Linked DNA regions of Ovis aries: region 2 is linked to region 1. A link is a contact called in public Hi-C data. All regions are on one chromosome and are shown on one strand. Each heading gives the region's core, a stretch centred on a gene start, on an enhancer-like site or on the middle of the called end of the contact. The rest is flanking DNA. Distances are from core to core; before and after follow the strand shown. Region 1 holds the start of SMARCA5 (SWI/SNF related, matrix associated, actin dependent regulator of chromatin, subfamily a, member 5). Region 2 overlaps USP38 (ubiquitin specific peptidase 38).

Region 1 (7,114 bases), core at 3,295-5,794:
TGTCATTGGCAAATGGAGAGTTTTATTTTTCCTTTCCAGCACTCACACAGGGGTGTGAGCAGGATCTTTGCCTGTTTCTGATCTTAGAGGAAAAACATTCAGTCTCACGAAGTATCATGTTGGGTTGTAGGTATTTCAGATGTTCTTTATCAAGTGGAGGAAGTCTCCCTATATACTTTTTTTTTTGCAAGTTTTTATTATGAAAAGATGTTGAAACTTTCTCAAATGCTTTTCCTGCATTGCTTGATATAATCAAGTGGGTTTTCTTCTCTACCCTGTTAATATGTCAGATAACATCAATTTTCAAATATTGAACTATTTTTTCATCCCTGGAATAAATTATATTTGCACAGTTCTTTTTACACATTGCATAATTGTATTTGTTAATATTTTGTTAAGGATATTTACATCTATATTCATTAAGATATTGGTCTTTCATTTTCTCTTATACAATATCCTTGGTTTGGTATGAGGGTTACAGTAGCTTTGTAAAATGATTTGGGAAGTGCATCCTTTTCTATATTTGGGGAGGAGATTATATAAAATTTCTGTAGAATTGTGTAGAAATATATGATAGAAATCACCAGTGAAACCATCTGGTTCTGGATATTTCTTTTGGGGAGATTTTAGGTTATGAATTTAATTTCCTAAATAGTTGTAACACTATTCAAATTATCTACTTCATATTGTCTGTTATTTTTCAAAAAAGTGGTATTTGTCAAATTTATGCTTGTAGTATTCCCTTTATCTTTTTGATGTTTTCAATGTCAGTAACCATGGGTTCTGTTTAATTCCTAATATTGATGATTTGTGTTTTCTTTGTTAGTTTTCCAAACATTTTGTCAATTTTATCCTGTCAAGAATCAGTTCCTTGTCTTATTTTGTCTAAGTTTTTCTGATTTTCATTTCAGTGATTTCTGTTCTTGCCTTTATTTTTTCCTTTCTTCTGCTTACTTTGAATTTATTTTGCTCTTCTTTTTCTAGGCTTCTGAAATGGAAGCTTAGATTTGAGACTATTCCCCTTTTATGAAAGTAAGCATTCAAGTAAGAAGAAAAAAAAATTTTTTTTTTACAAGGGAGGAAATGCACAGAGAACTTGAATTTTTAACTTGTAAATAGCAGGGGCGGGGGGAAAGGCAATTTTAAATGATGGCATAAATACATGTACAAACACCAAGCAGACACAGAGTCACCCACTGATATGACCTGGTGACCAAACATGAGGGAGATGCATTGGAACTTTACTTAATACTTTTCTTTAATTGAAATCCCCTCATGTGGCAAATGACCTGAGTAAGAGAATTCTGAAAAAGATGTATATGTGATCATCGGTATCTAGTGTTGGAAACGCCCATTCTTAAGATACTCACAAACTCAATACTGTTTCATTGTTGTCATGTAGTAACCAGACTTACTTTCCCAGGCTTTCACAAAATAAAATGAGCATGGGATAAAGACAGGCTCAGCATATTCCTCCTGTGTTCTTGATAAACCTAATAAAATCCTTTTTGTTACCATTCAAGGCCAAAATGTTGAAAGAGTCCTAGCTCTTTGGCATTGATTGTCCTCTGGCAAGTATCTGTTTGCTCCACTCTGTTCAGCACAGCACATACCGTTCTAGCACACTAAATCCAGTAGAGAGAATTTTCGGTGTAGACAACAGGTATTTGCATATTTGAGATAAACTATCATGACGTTACATTATAGTATTTATTTCTGGGAACATGTTTAAAGAAGTATTTCCTTCTAGTGTTTTCATGACACTATTCCCTTTACCCTCCTCCTTATTAAAAAAAAAACACACACAGTGGATGATCCTTCTTTGACCCTTAGGCTTATGATCCTTCAGTATCAGAATACCTAACACTTGAACCCAGAGCTCAGTATCTACCAGGCACTGTATTAAACATCCTGCATACTCGATCTCATTTAATTCTTAAGACATCATTATGTTATAATTAGGTTAATATAACATTATCTTATGATTATTGTTATAATTATTATAGTTTTCAACATTATTATAAGAATGTCATCCAAATATAAAGTTTGAATACTATAATAAAAAGATGAGGAAAAGACTGACTTCAAAGAAGTTAAGTAATTTGCCTGAATTCACACAAATATTAAGTTCTCATACCTACATGAAATTCCAGACTTGCCTGACTCTCCAACCTACTCTAACTACACTAATCTTATATAATGCTATCAATTTCAGAACCAGCTGGAAGCTGGAAGTTTTAGCCTGTCAGCATTTGAAGAACAATAGACCTTTGTCCTTTGGCCACTTAATGGGCACTACTGTCTGCCACTCAGTTAATGTCCCTATACCTCAGTTTTCAAACATTGTCTTTTCTGTAGCTCCTCGCTTCCTTCCTCCCTGCTCCTAGACCTTGCTCAAAATGTTTTTCTGTCCCTGTGGTTAGATTACTGGATTCAAAAATTCTGTTTCCTCTTCCTCCTTTCTTTTAAGTATCTTTCCTCCATAATTACCTCCACAGGATTCTCATACAGCTTTCATATGCTCACATGAGAAACTCACTCATAGTATAAATGTCTATGTTAAGAAAGACAGGTGTCATTTTAGAGGTAATTTTATTGTCTTGCTACTTGTTTTTCTTAAATTGTCAGCCTTCATCAATTTACATATTCAGTATATTTTTAGGGTTTCTAAACCAAGATCCAAGATATGTACCTGTAGAGTGAAGAAATACTCTGAATACTAAATGTTATATGCTTTCTTCTTAATGTCAATATTAAATATCTGTTCATAAGTATTTGTTCAGTGTCTGTATGTCAGTGTCTGTTACCCTAGACATTTTTACTTCCACATCATCTTTTCTGGTAAAAGTGTTTTTTAAATATAAAAAATAAGTTTCTTGATATAGTAACACACAGATTCACTTTAGAAAAAAATAAAAATACAACCTAAAAAGAATTAGGAAATATATACCAACAACAATCACTTTCAATACTTTTATGATTATCCTTACAATGTTTCATTCATGTTTTTCAACTTAAGTTTTTTCAGTTAACACTATATAATAAACACTCTTCTACATTAATGGTTGTTGAAGATAAATAATAGTTCACTGTGTGGGTGTACAACAGCTTTAAAATCACACTTTCTATGTTGGACTCACTACTGCTGGCTTTTTGCAGTAACAGGTGAAGACCACAACAAACATCATTTGTGTATTTTTCTGTTCATATATCCTTAGATGGTTCCTTATAGTCTCACAAACAGTATTTCTAATGGGCTGGGGGGCATTTTTCCAGATCTCAACTTAAAAATTATCATTTGATCAGTTAAAAGTTTGCAGGCTACAGATTCAAAGGAGAGCTCTTCTATTTGAAATTCAACATAATCAACAGTTTGCTCAAATCTTAACTCTTGAAAAGTGTGTCTCCGCTATTCAATACATACTGATAGAATACTGGATATGGGGATACAAAGATGGATAAGAGCCTGTGCAGGGCAGATAACAATTCACAGCAGTACGATTTTCTATTGAGTAGAACACGATGTTCTTGATAACCTGCAGCAGATCCGTGCGCAAGACCCACAGGCTATGTTGAGGACAGTGGAAGGCGTAACCACTGGAAATTATTCGAAGTATTTCTTAAGGAGAAAGAAATGCACAGCAGTCTGTACATTTTAATATTTAGTGGTTGAGCAAAAGATACAGCCCATGGCCTCTCTTATCTACCGATTATCTATGACTCTTATCTATGACTCTCATTCACATGGTGATGGGCAGTTTGCTTATGTTTAGCACGTAAATTCAGAGAAAATATCGTTTAACTCTGTAAGAGAAGTAGAAGGAATTTAGAAATGATTCTTATAGCTAACGTGTAGACAAAAAAATATTACACCAACGGGCCCTTTTGTTTAGACAACAAAACCTAAGAGACGTCAACTGGGATAACTAAACCATCTTCAACACATTGGCGTCACACCTATGAGCGGCGGCAGCGAAAGTGTTAAGGCCTGCACAGGCCTCTATACTGCAGTAGGCGGCGCAAAACCTGGGCAAGTTTTCTGGGAGTGCCGCAGATCCCTGCCAAGCAGAGCAGACCAGGCGCCGGTGGACCCTGAGCCGTTAAGAACGCCTGGAAGACAGCGCTCGCGTCATGCCGGGAAGCCGACGGACAAACCTACGTCTCCAATCTCTCCCTCGAGGCCCCGCCCATTCCTTACCCAAGAGCTCTCTGGGGCCTCGAAGGAGGCGTGGCCCAGGGCAAAGAGGGGAGAATGCGCATGCGCACTCGGAGCCCAGTCATGTAGCCAACTATCAATCTCGCGAGTGTTGATAGTCGGTGGCGTAGGTAGTAGAACTGAGTGCTGGCGAGATAGATGATATCTACCAGAGGAAGAAGAGGAGGCAGCTAAGCCAGTTCCCAGTCTCTGTCCCTCCTTTGCTTTCCTTTCTTTTTCCCTCAACCCTCCGCCCTCCTGTGAATCAGCCCGCCTTCCCTGACCTCAGTGACCCGAGTGGCCCCGCCCACTCTCGTCGACGTGATTCCCGCCGTGGGGTAAAGCGCCGGTCGAACCCGGAGCCCCGCGGAAGAGGAGGGCGACCAGAGGGGGAGGTTGCTGGGCCTGGTTTGGGCTCGTCGCCGAGCCGCGGCGCAGGGGGCTTTCGGGTAGTCCTCTCGCTTCTCCATCTGCTCGTTGCGACGCAGCCACCCAGGCCTAGGCCTCCTCCTCCTCCTCCCTGCCGGACCCGGCCTCTGGCAGCAGCGGGTGACGCAGACGGAACATCATGTCGTCCGCGGCCGACCCTCCGCCACCCCCGCCTCCCGAGAGCGCGCCTTCCAAGCCCGCAGCCTCGGCCGCCGGCAGCGGGAGCAACAGCAGCAACAAAGGCGGCCCCGAGGGCGTCGCAGCCCAGGCGGCTCCCTCCGTGGCCAGCGCCGGCCCCGCGGACTCGGAGATGGAGGTGAGGGCGGCTCGTGGTGTGGAAAGAGGGCAGGATGGGGAGGAGGAACTGGTTCCCTCGCCTCTGTACTAGTGATGAGACGCAGAGCCAAACTTCACCCCTTCGCACTCCAACACGGCCTCAGACCGTTTGGGTCGGAAATGATGCTCTCACCCTTGCGCGTAAGCAATCCAGGCAACCTCAAGTGGATTTCTGGCACTTCACGTTTATATTATTTGTCTCTTTGGCGAACCTTGCCAAATCCTCGAACGCTCTTATTAGACACATGTTCTTGATTACTGAGGCCGAGTGAAGATCTACCCTTTTTTTTTTTTTTTTTAAGCTGGACTCCCATAATTCCCTCGCTCATCTCTGAATCTCGATTTTACTTTCCGCTAAACTTGGGGAGAGGGCGAGGGAAATTTCCCTCTAGGTACGGGGGTAGACAGGCGGGGTGGGGAAGGCATTTAAAAGCAGCGCATCCGAGGGCTTGGGCCTCCTTTTCTTCATCCCGTTCTTTGCGGGGGCGGTATCTGTTTCGCAGAAACAATGGCGAGGGCTGGATGGCCGAGGGCGCAGTGGGGATAAGCGGGGCACAGCTGCTCCCTCGGAGGGAGAGGAGGCTCCTCCCAGGCACTGTTCCGTGGGGAAGGGAAGCGACCACGGCGGCAGCAGCTGTCTTGAACCCCCATTTCATTTTGTGGGGGGAGTGATGGATGGATGGATGAATGAATTAGTGAGTGAGGGGCGGTTAGTTTGCTTACAGACCAGCGCATTTCCTCTTTGGGGGCCTTGGCCTTATTTTGAAAATTGGTACCGTTCTCTATGGCTCCCTACCTTCTGGGCTGGGGCTGGTGGGTCAGGGAATGGTAACAGTACTGCGAGGGTGGAGAGATTGGGGAACTGCCAGGCGGGTCTTTTGGGTGTGCTCCAAGGTTTTGCGATGTCTGGGAACAAAGTGTTGCTTGCTCCTTCCAATTTTATTCTTGGCCTTCGATCTGTTTTGAGATATTTTATAGTCGCAACCCAGAGATTTCTGGAATTTTTCCATCCTTGGATAGATTGAGCAAAGGTAATACTGCTCTGAAAGGGAATGTTGCTGCAGAATTAACACGATAAGGAAATGGCAGGGCAGTTTACCATAGAGCATTTGGCTCAGTAGTTTTATTTGGGTGCTGTACTAGGTCATAAGTCAGTTCAGTGGAGTCCTACTCTGTGTAACTAGCGGCCTTATCTAGGGTGAGGTAACGTGTTATTAGTTTTTGAAAGAACTTTAAAGGTAAGGGTGGGTTTTGGTGGAATAGGACCTCTGGTATTCTATAGCTTTCAGCGACTTGAAATTTGTTTTCAGTTCATGTCAGTGTTGCTTGTTTTCTTTTTCTTTAGGTTTTAAATGATTGTTTTGAATTGCTAGGGTTAACTTGGATTCCCGCTTCCTTGTTTAAGGGGCTTTGAAAGTTTGACACTGAAAGCAGTTGTGTTAAATACGCAGTTCTCAGGGCTTCCCAGGTGGCGCTAGCGGTAAAGAACCCGCCTGCCAGTGCAAGAGACAAAAGAGACGCGGGTTCGATCCCTGGGTTGGGAAGATCCCCTGGAGGGGAGGCATGGCAACCCACTCCAGTGTTCTTGCCTGAAGAATCCCATGGACGGAAGAGCCTGGCGCGCTACAAAGAGCCTGGCGAGGTGGCAGAGTCAGACAAAGCTGAAGCGACTGAGCACGAACCGCGCTTCTTTGCAAATTGCTGTCCACTGTTGTCAGCCTCTCAAAAGAGGCTATCATTCGAATTTTGGAGTAGCAGCCAAAGTCTCAGTCTCACTAGAAGTGTTAAGGAAATATCAGAAAGCGGAATAATTTAAAGCCTAAACTAAATGTTTTGCCTTTCAGTTGCTGTTTTTAAGGTGAAGTGGAATTAGAGTTTAACTATGAACAGTAATGTTGTAACAAGTACCAGCTGACTGTCAGTAGTATTTTTGCCAGATGGGGAAATTGAGTCTTCTTGTAAGTAGAATCTGTGATAGAACCCACATCTGGCTCTGAAGCTGACCCTTCCCCGAATATCTTTCCCTGTCATATTTTTACCAAAAATGTGTTGTTTAACAATTTCATTTATTGAAAAATGGCTTCATTATTTTTCCTTTTCTCAGGATAGTAACATCAGTGATTTTATCTTTTACCAGTCTTTTCACTGACTAGT
Region 2 (7,225 bases), core at 2,750-5,249, 310 kb before region 1:
TGTTCTTTAAATAGTAGGAAATTAAGTCAGCCTATCAGGGTTAAGTGTCCTTAAAATTCAAATTGTAACCAATACACAGTAGATAAGATTACAGTAGTTAACCATAAAAATAACTGATTCTAGAGTGACTGTGTGTGAGAGGATTTGAGCCTATGTGTATCCAATCAAACTGAAGCAAGACTAGAATGTAATTAAAGTGTAGCCAAAAGTGTCTCTTCTGCCAGCAGAGCAGGTAATGAGATCATTGCTTCAGATGCCAACACTGCTACTTATTGTGTGGCCTGTTGAATATTTCCTAACTTTCCCTATCAGTTTGAAGGCATACATCATAATTTAGAGTTATATTTTTAGCATTTAATGCAGTATCTATTATATAATAGAGATTCGAATATTTTTTGAATACTGCTGCTGCTGCTGCTGCTGCTGCTGCTAAGTCGCTTCAGTCGTGTCCGACTCTGTGCAACCCCAGAGACGGCAGTCCACCAGGCTCCCCCATCCCTAGGATTCTCCAGGCAAGAACACTGGAGTAGGTTGCCATTTCCTTCTCCAGTGCAGGAAAGTGAAAAGTGAAAGTGAAGTCGCTCAGTCGTATCCGACTCCTAGCGACCCCATGGACTGGAGCCTACCAGGCTCCTCTATCCACGGGATTTTCCAGGCAAGAGTACTGGAGTGGGTTGCCATTGCCTTCTCAGGGCTTCAAATTTGTGTTACTTCTGACTTGAAGTATCTTTAGGGTGGTTAGGACATGGGTTACACATGGGATAAGGTCAAGACTAGATAGAGGCTTGTGAGAGGGGAGCCTAGAAGTGGAGAGGATGGAGGCAAAGGCTGATTGGGTGATTAGGGATGGTGAAAAGCCATGGCCAAGTGGAATTCGCTACTCTGCCCCCTCAGTTTTACTTGTACTCCCCTTGAACCTGAGCTAAAGGGAAACTTGGGCCCCGTGTGCTAAGGAGCCCAGTCTGGTTCCACTCTGGGACTGTGCTCCCCACGGGGAAGAGTCTGTAGAGCCAAAGAGAGGTGCTCACTTGTTCTCCTTCTCTAAACCACAGTGCTTTTATGTACACATTTATAGTAAATATATATATATATATATATACATAAAACATGTACTCATGTTTTCTTTTAAACAAATCAGTTTTTAAAAAGATTTACCAGCATTTTTTTTTCTTTTTTAATTCAATAATAGCTCAGATATTTTTGTGTTAGATCCTTGTGGATAGATTCATATCGACCTGTCTCATATTTTAAAATTCTGCCTAATGTTCCATAGTAAATATAAGTCATTTCCTTATGATAATTTTGCATTTTTCCTGTATTGTAAGCAGTGCTGCAGTGAATATACTCCACACACAAATGCAAATGTCACTACTTTCTACTCTGGGTATGTAGAGTGGCCACAGACTTGGGAAAACCAGGTTAACAACAGTTGAGAGGTGTGGAACAGCTCTCAGGGACAACTGTAATGACTTAAAACCATCATTGTTGGCCAGAAAAACAAGAAAGGGAAAAAGAAATAATGTGTGTAGAGTATAGAGGAAACATACAGATAACCTGTGGTAAAATCAGTATGAACTCTGAAGCCACTCCGTGTCTGATAGGACAGGTTAATCGTTAAGAGCAAAAATCTTACTAAAGATAACGCTCCAGTGTTAATGGAGATAGTTTATATCAATATGAGGGCCAGTCCTTTTGACGTGTTAGTTGCTCTTTTGGTCGTGTGTTTATGTACTATGTATTTTACATTTTGTACAATCAAAGGATGTATTTATTTCCTCGTCGTAACATTTAGAAGGGAGACATTCACAGTATTTCCAGTGTATTAATTCATTTAACCTTCTCATCAGTCCTGTGAAATTCATTCATAACCTAAAGATGAGGAACTGAAACACAAAGAAGTAACTGATAAAAGTATTTAGGGACCCCCAGCTAGTAAATGGTGAATTGAGATTTTTAAACCAAATCACTCTGACTTAAAAACCTGGTTTGTTTTACTATTTGTTTTATTATATATTCACCCAAACTGGATTACTGGATCAAAATCAAATAATATGAACATTTGGCCCAGTTGCCTTCCAGAAGCATTGTAGCATCTTCTTCATTGTGGTTGATATCTAACATAAGGGATAGTTTCCATCATACCCCATGTTACTTTATTTTCATTTAATTGGGTTGGTACTCAAAAAGGTGGTGGTAGTGGTTTAGTCACTAAGTCATGTCCAACTCTTGGGCCCCCATGGATTGTAGTCTGCCAGGCTCCTCTGTCCATGGGATTTCCCAGGCAAGAATCCTGACTGAAGTGGGTTGCCATTTCCTCCCCCAGGGGATCTTTGCCACCCACAGATCAAACCCCAGTCTCCTGCATTGCAGGCGCATTCTTTACCAACTGAACCACCAAGAAAGCCCTACTCAAAGAGAAGAGCGCTCACTATTTCAGAACGAGACCATTTTAGTGTTTGTATACTTGGTGCCCTTTTGTCTATTTGAAATTTCTTTTTGTTGTCTTTGTATAGTAGAATTTTGAGAGAGATGAAGAGACCTGTTTCACGATTCAAAATATAGTCTTTTTTAACAGTACATTTTATATTTATTTAGATTGTAATCACCAGAAAGGAGAAATTTTGCTTCATATGCATGTCTTAGTTCAGATAGCCATATTTGCACTGTTCTTAAAGTAAATTTGCCTAATAAGTTGACACTACTGAAGAATACATTAGAAACTTTGCATTTATGCAGAATGATTATCAGAAATTATTTTTATACAAATGTGTTATATAAGACTGTCAGTTGACAAGATTGGAAATCCCTGAGTACAAGCAGCCACTTGTTTGTATTATTTGATTTTGATCCAGTAATCCAGTTTGGGTGAATATATACAACAAAAATAGTAAAACAAACCAGGTTTTTAAGCCAGAGTGATTTGGTTTAAAAATCTCAATTCACCATTTATTAGCTGGGGGGTCCCTAAATACTTTTATCAGTTACTTCTTTGTGTTTCAGTTCCTCATCTGTAGGTTATGAATGAATTTTACAGGACTGATGAGAAGGTTAAATGAATTAATACACTGGAAATACATCTTCAATAGTACTTTTCACATGCAAGCTCAGTAAATATTGAGTCACAAAGTGAGTGACTTTGTAACTACTACTGTAGCTACTCTTGTTATTCCTAATGAATAATGTCAAGGCTGTTGTCAGTGCTACTGGTTTTGTTGTCCTTTAATTTTCAGGATGATTGACTGGCTGTCCTGGCCGTTGGCTCAGCACGTAGACACATGGGTGACTGCGCTCTTGAAAGGACTGGCAGCTGTCCAGAAGTTTACTATTTTGATAGATGTTACTTTACTGAAAATAGAATTGGTAAGTGGGAGTATATTAATCTTTTGGAATGTATAGAGCCATGTAACACATGTGTGCTAAGTCATTACAGTCATGTCTGACTCTTTGCAACCCTGTGGACTGTAGCCCCCCAGGCTCTTCTGTCCATGGGATTTCCCAGGCAAGAGTACTAGAGTGGGTTGCTGTTTCCTTCTCCAGGGGACCTTCCTGACCTAGGGATCGAACCTGCATCTCTCTCTTACTTATCCTGCATTGGCGGGTTCTTTACCACCTGTGCTATCTGGGAAGTAAGACCCATATAAGTCCATACAAGTCTTTTTATCTTTGGGTGGTCCCCTTTAAAGCATCTAGTTTTGGGTTTTCTTTTGAATAAAAATTTTGAATAGGCTTTAGAAATTTAAAATGCTACTTAAGATTAGGTCATAATAATAATTTTGCTGTTTTCAAATATTTATTATGAAAACACAGTCTTCCCATTAGCTCTTAAATCCTAACTAATCAAGCTTTTACCACCATTTTTCTGCCAAAACGATCTTTGACACCTGTGCTCTCCAGTGTTGCTTAACTCGAGTTATTTCTCAAGCCTCCTCTCCTCTGACCTGTTAGTCATTTGGCATAGCTGGTCACTCCCTCTTGAGACACCTTCCTCTCTCAGTTTCCAGGATATTATATTCTCCTGGACTTTGTTCTAGCTCACTGACTCCTCAGTCCTGGTGTGATCTTTCCAACTTTAGAGTGCCTTCGAGGTTCACCTCTGGCTTCCTTTCTTCTCAGTTCACACAGCCACCATGGCTTTAAGCAACGTCTCTAAGTTCATGACTGATAGGGTTTTATTTCTAGTTCATTATTCTCCTGTAAACTCCATGTTCATGTATCCAGCTCTCTATATACTTGGATCTCAGGTTCAGCTTATCCACAATCTAATTCCTGATTTTTCCCTCCCAAACCTGGTCTTCCCCATCTTAAATGACTATTTTAGCCTTTCATGTCAGAGAAGGCAGTGGCTGGGGTCCAGTACTCTTGCCTGGAAAATCCCATGGATGGAGGAGCCTGGTGGGCTGCAGTCCATGGGGTCGCTGAGGGTCGGACACAACTGAGCGACTTCACTTGCACTTTTCACTTTCATGCATTGGAGAAGGAAATGGCAACTTGTTCTTGCCTGGAGAATCCCACGGGCGGGGGAGCCTGGTGAGCTGCCATCTATGCAGTCGCACAGAGTTGGACACAACTGAAGCGGCTTAGCAGCAGCAGCAGCAGCAGCCTTTCATGTGCTCAGGCTCAACCTTGAAGCTATTCTTGTCTCTTCATGCTCTCTCAGCCCATGTCTTACAAATCCTATTGATTCTACCTTTAAAATATATCCCGAATTCTACCACTCTCAACCAGCTGCATCACTACCACCCTGATGCAGATTCAGCACCAGTTGTGCTAAGTCACTTCAGTTGTGTCCGACGCTATGCAACCCTATGGACTGTAGCCCACCAGGCTCCTCCGTCCAAAGGAATTCTCTAGGCAGGAATACTGGAGTAGGTTGTCATGGCCTCCTCCAGGGGATCTTCCCAATCCACGGATCAAATCTGGGTTTCCTGCCTTGGAAGGATCACCCCTTGCTATGTTGATTGCAGTAGCCCTGTGGCTCCTGCCCTTGATCCCCTTCAGGCATCACACGAGGTCCTCCCCAGCCTGGGCCACTGCTGCTCCTCTCGTCCTGTCTTCCACTGTGACTGCCTCAATCTCAATCTCCGTGCTTTGTTTACGCACACTGCCCTCCTTGTTATATCTCTAGTCCACCAGGCTGGAGGCCTCAGGGCTTTTGCAATGCTGAGTATAATAAGCAGAGCAAAGGCCCTTCTCCCAGTTATCTGTCAGACTTAGTCTCATTCCTTTCAGTTTTTTGTAGTCAGGGGTCACGTTTATCATGAGGCGTTTTTTTTTTTAATTCCCTATAATAAAACAGCAGAGCCTTTTGCCACTCAGCATTCCCTATTCAACATGCCTCGCTTTCATAGCATTTTTCTCTCATGTTACTTTTAATTGCCTCTATCCAGCCCTCTAGACAGTAAGCCCTCTAAGATCAGAGGTTTGCTTTGAATCCACTATTGTTTTCCCAGTATATACAATAGTGCCAGGCAGTAGTAGATGGTCAGTAAGTATTTTCTGAACAAATAATGGTCCAGGGAGTATCACCTTGTAAACATTGTTTGACAGATTTTTATTTGATGATGTAGTTTTAAGAGTTGGTGGGGTCATTATACTCCCTTGATCTCTGTCATATTATTTCCTAACTTTCTCCCTCTCCCAGAGTTTAATTGTATATGTTATGATAAAACTTCCCAGGAAGGAGATAAGCACATCAATAATTTGGGGCCCAATGAAAGTAGCCACTGATTGGGATAATGGTTTCCATGCCAGACCTTAAAGTGGATGCTTGTCTTTTGGGCAGGTTTTTAATCGCCTTTGGTTTCCTCTCGTGCGACCTGGTGCTCTCGCAGTTCTTTCTCACATGCTGCTTAGTTTTCAGCATTCTCCAGAGGCGTTCCATTTGGTAAGTTATGACACAAGTTTCCTACTTCAAAAAACCTTGTTTTAAAATTTCAACTTAGTATTGAGTCACATTTGTATTTGTGAAAAGATTATAGATTGGTCCTAAATCTATTTTCCTGTAGCTTTATGAGTCCTGTTAAAATTGATACTGTGAGATTTCCTCTCAAAGAGTATATTTTAGCATGTTTTGGGTCTCACCAAAACTTCCACTTGTGATCACAACGAGCAATTGAAAGTTAAAAGTTACTCTTGCACTTGAGAAGTGTCACGTGTCAGTGTCACCAGCGCACTGTCTGTTGCACACATGAGCAGCGTAGAAGGAGAAAAATGGTTTGAAACCACTGACTGCTCTAGAACTTCAGAAGCAGGCGAACATCAGTCTTTATTGCCCTAGAATTAGGGCTTTGCCTTCTCTCTCAGCTCATACCCTATAAATTCTGTTGATTCCTCCTTTAAAATATATCCAGAATCCTACCACTTTTAACCAGCTGCATCACTGGTTTTGGTTTGATTTCATATTATTTATTTGATTGTCAGTTATTGCAAGTGAGAAATGACAAAATGTAACTTTGAGAACCTGTCCATTTTTCTGTCTAGGGCATCACAGGAAAGCAGTGCTTTATGTGGTTACTGACTTCCTCCAAGGTCTGATCCTCAGTTTTACAGGACTAGAAGCTCAATCAACACAGCCACAGTTTAAAATTTTAGGAGGCCTGGCCCACCACAAACATATTCAGAAGAGGCAAGAGGCAGATGAAATGCAGAATTTCAGTTGGTGATTGTTGGTTGGAAATTTAACTAGCCTCAGAGAATTATGTGTCATATCAGCTACTCAGTGCCCCATTTCCACTGAAGGAAAATCTGCAGGCTTATCAGAAGTAAACCTTACTAACAAGTAATTACATTATAATACATTATCACTTAGGAGGAGTGATTTCTGTAGTTTATTGTTCTAATTGGTGAGCTTGATCATCAGTTAATAAACTTGTTATCCATTACACAAAACTCAAACTTGAGCTAATATAGCAAGAATACTAGCAAAATCGTCCAAGGGAGATAAACAACTATTTGTTCCTCCCGTCAGGCACAGTCATGTATCAGCTGTTTGAGAAAAGGTTTATATTTATTTATTTTCTGGGGAGGAAATCCATTCTAATGTTTATTAATCTCCACACATTCCTTATTCTCTCAGATAAGTCACTTTTGCTATACTCTAAACCTATTTCTTTGCTCAATATTTTAAAAGATGGAAGGGATCTCCTTACCTTTTGTTGCCTTCGCCCTCCCCACAAAAAAGTGATTGAAATGGCAAATGGTTGACTTTGAAATATTTGACTGCTGA

Evidence for each region. A called contact is a pair of places that touch in the nucleus more often than the background predicts.
Region 2: a Hi-C map of mixed tissues shows a contact between it and region 1, with 4 times the contacts expected there. The contact joins the enhancer-like site here to the promoter of SMARCA5 in region 1. A contact is called at or near these places in 5 of 16 Hi-C or Micro-C datasets (blood, hypothalamus, mixed tissues and 2 more).

What each region holds. Positions count from the first base shown.
Region 1 is chr17:14,460,989-14,468,102 of ARS-UI_Ramb_v3.0, reverse strand. SMARCA5 (SWI/SNF related, matrix associated, actin dependent regulator of chromatin, subfamily a, member 5) reads left to right here and starts at 4,544. Exons shown (of 23, transcript XM_060400631.1): 1 at 4,544-4,940. The coding sequence starts at 4,764.
Region 2 is chr17:14,773,380-14,780,604 of ARS-UI_Ramb_v3.0, reverse strand. USP38 (ubiquitin specific peptidase 38) reads left to right here. Exons shown (of 9, transcript XM_042234314.2): 3 at 3,231-3,360. Among named protein-coding and RNA genes, the nearest start is that of USP38, 9.7 kb to the left of the region's middle. Within about 2 kb of position 3,999, at least 3 of the 54 cell types and tissues checked have an H3K27ac peak or open chromatin away from gene starts, as enhancers often do.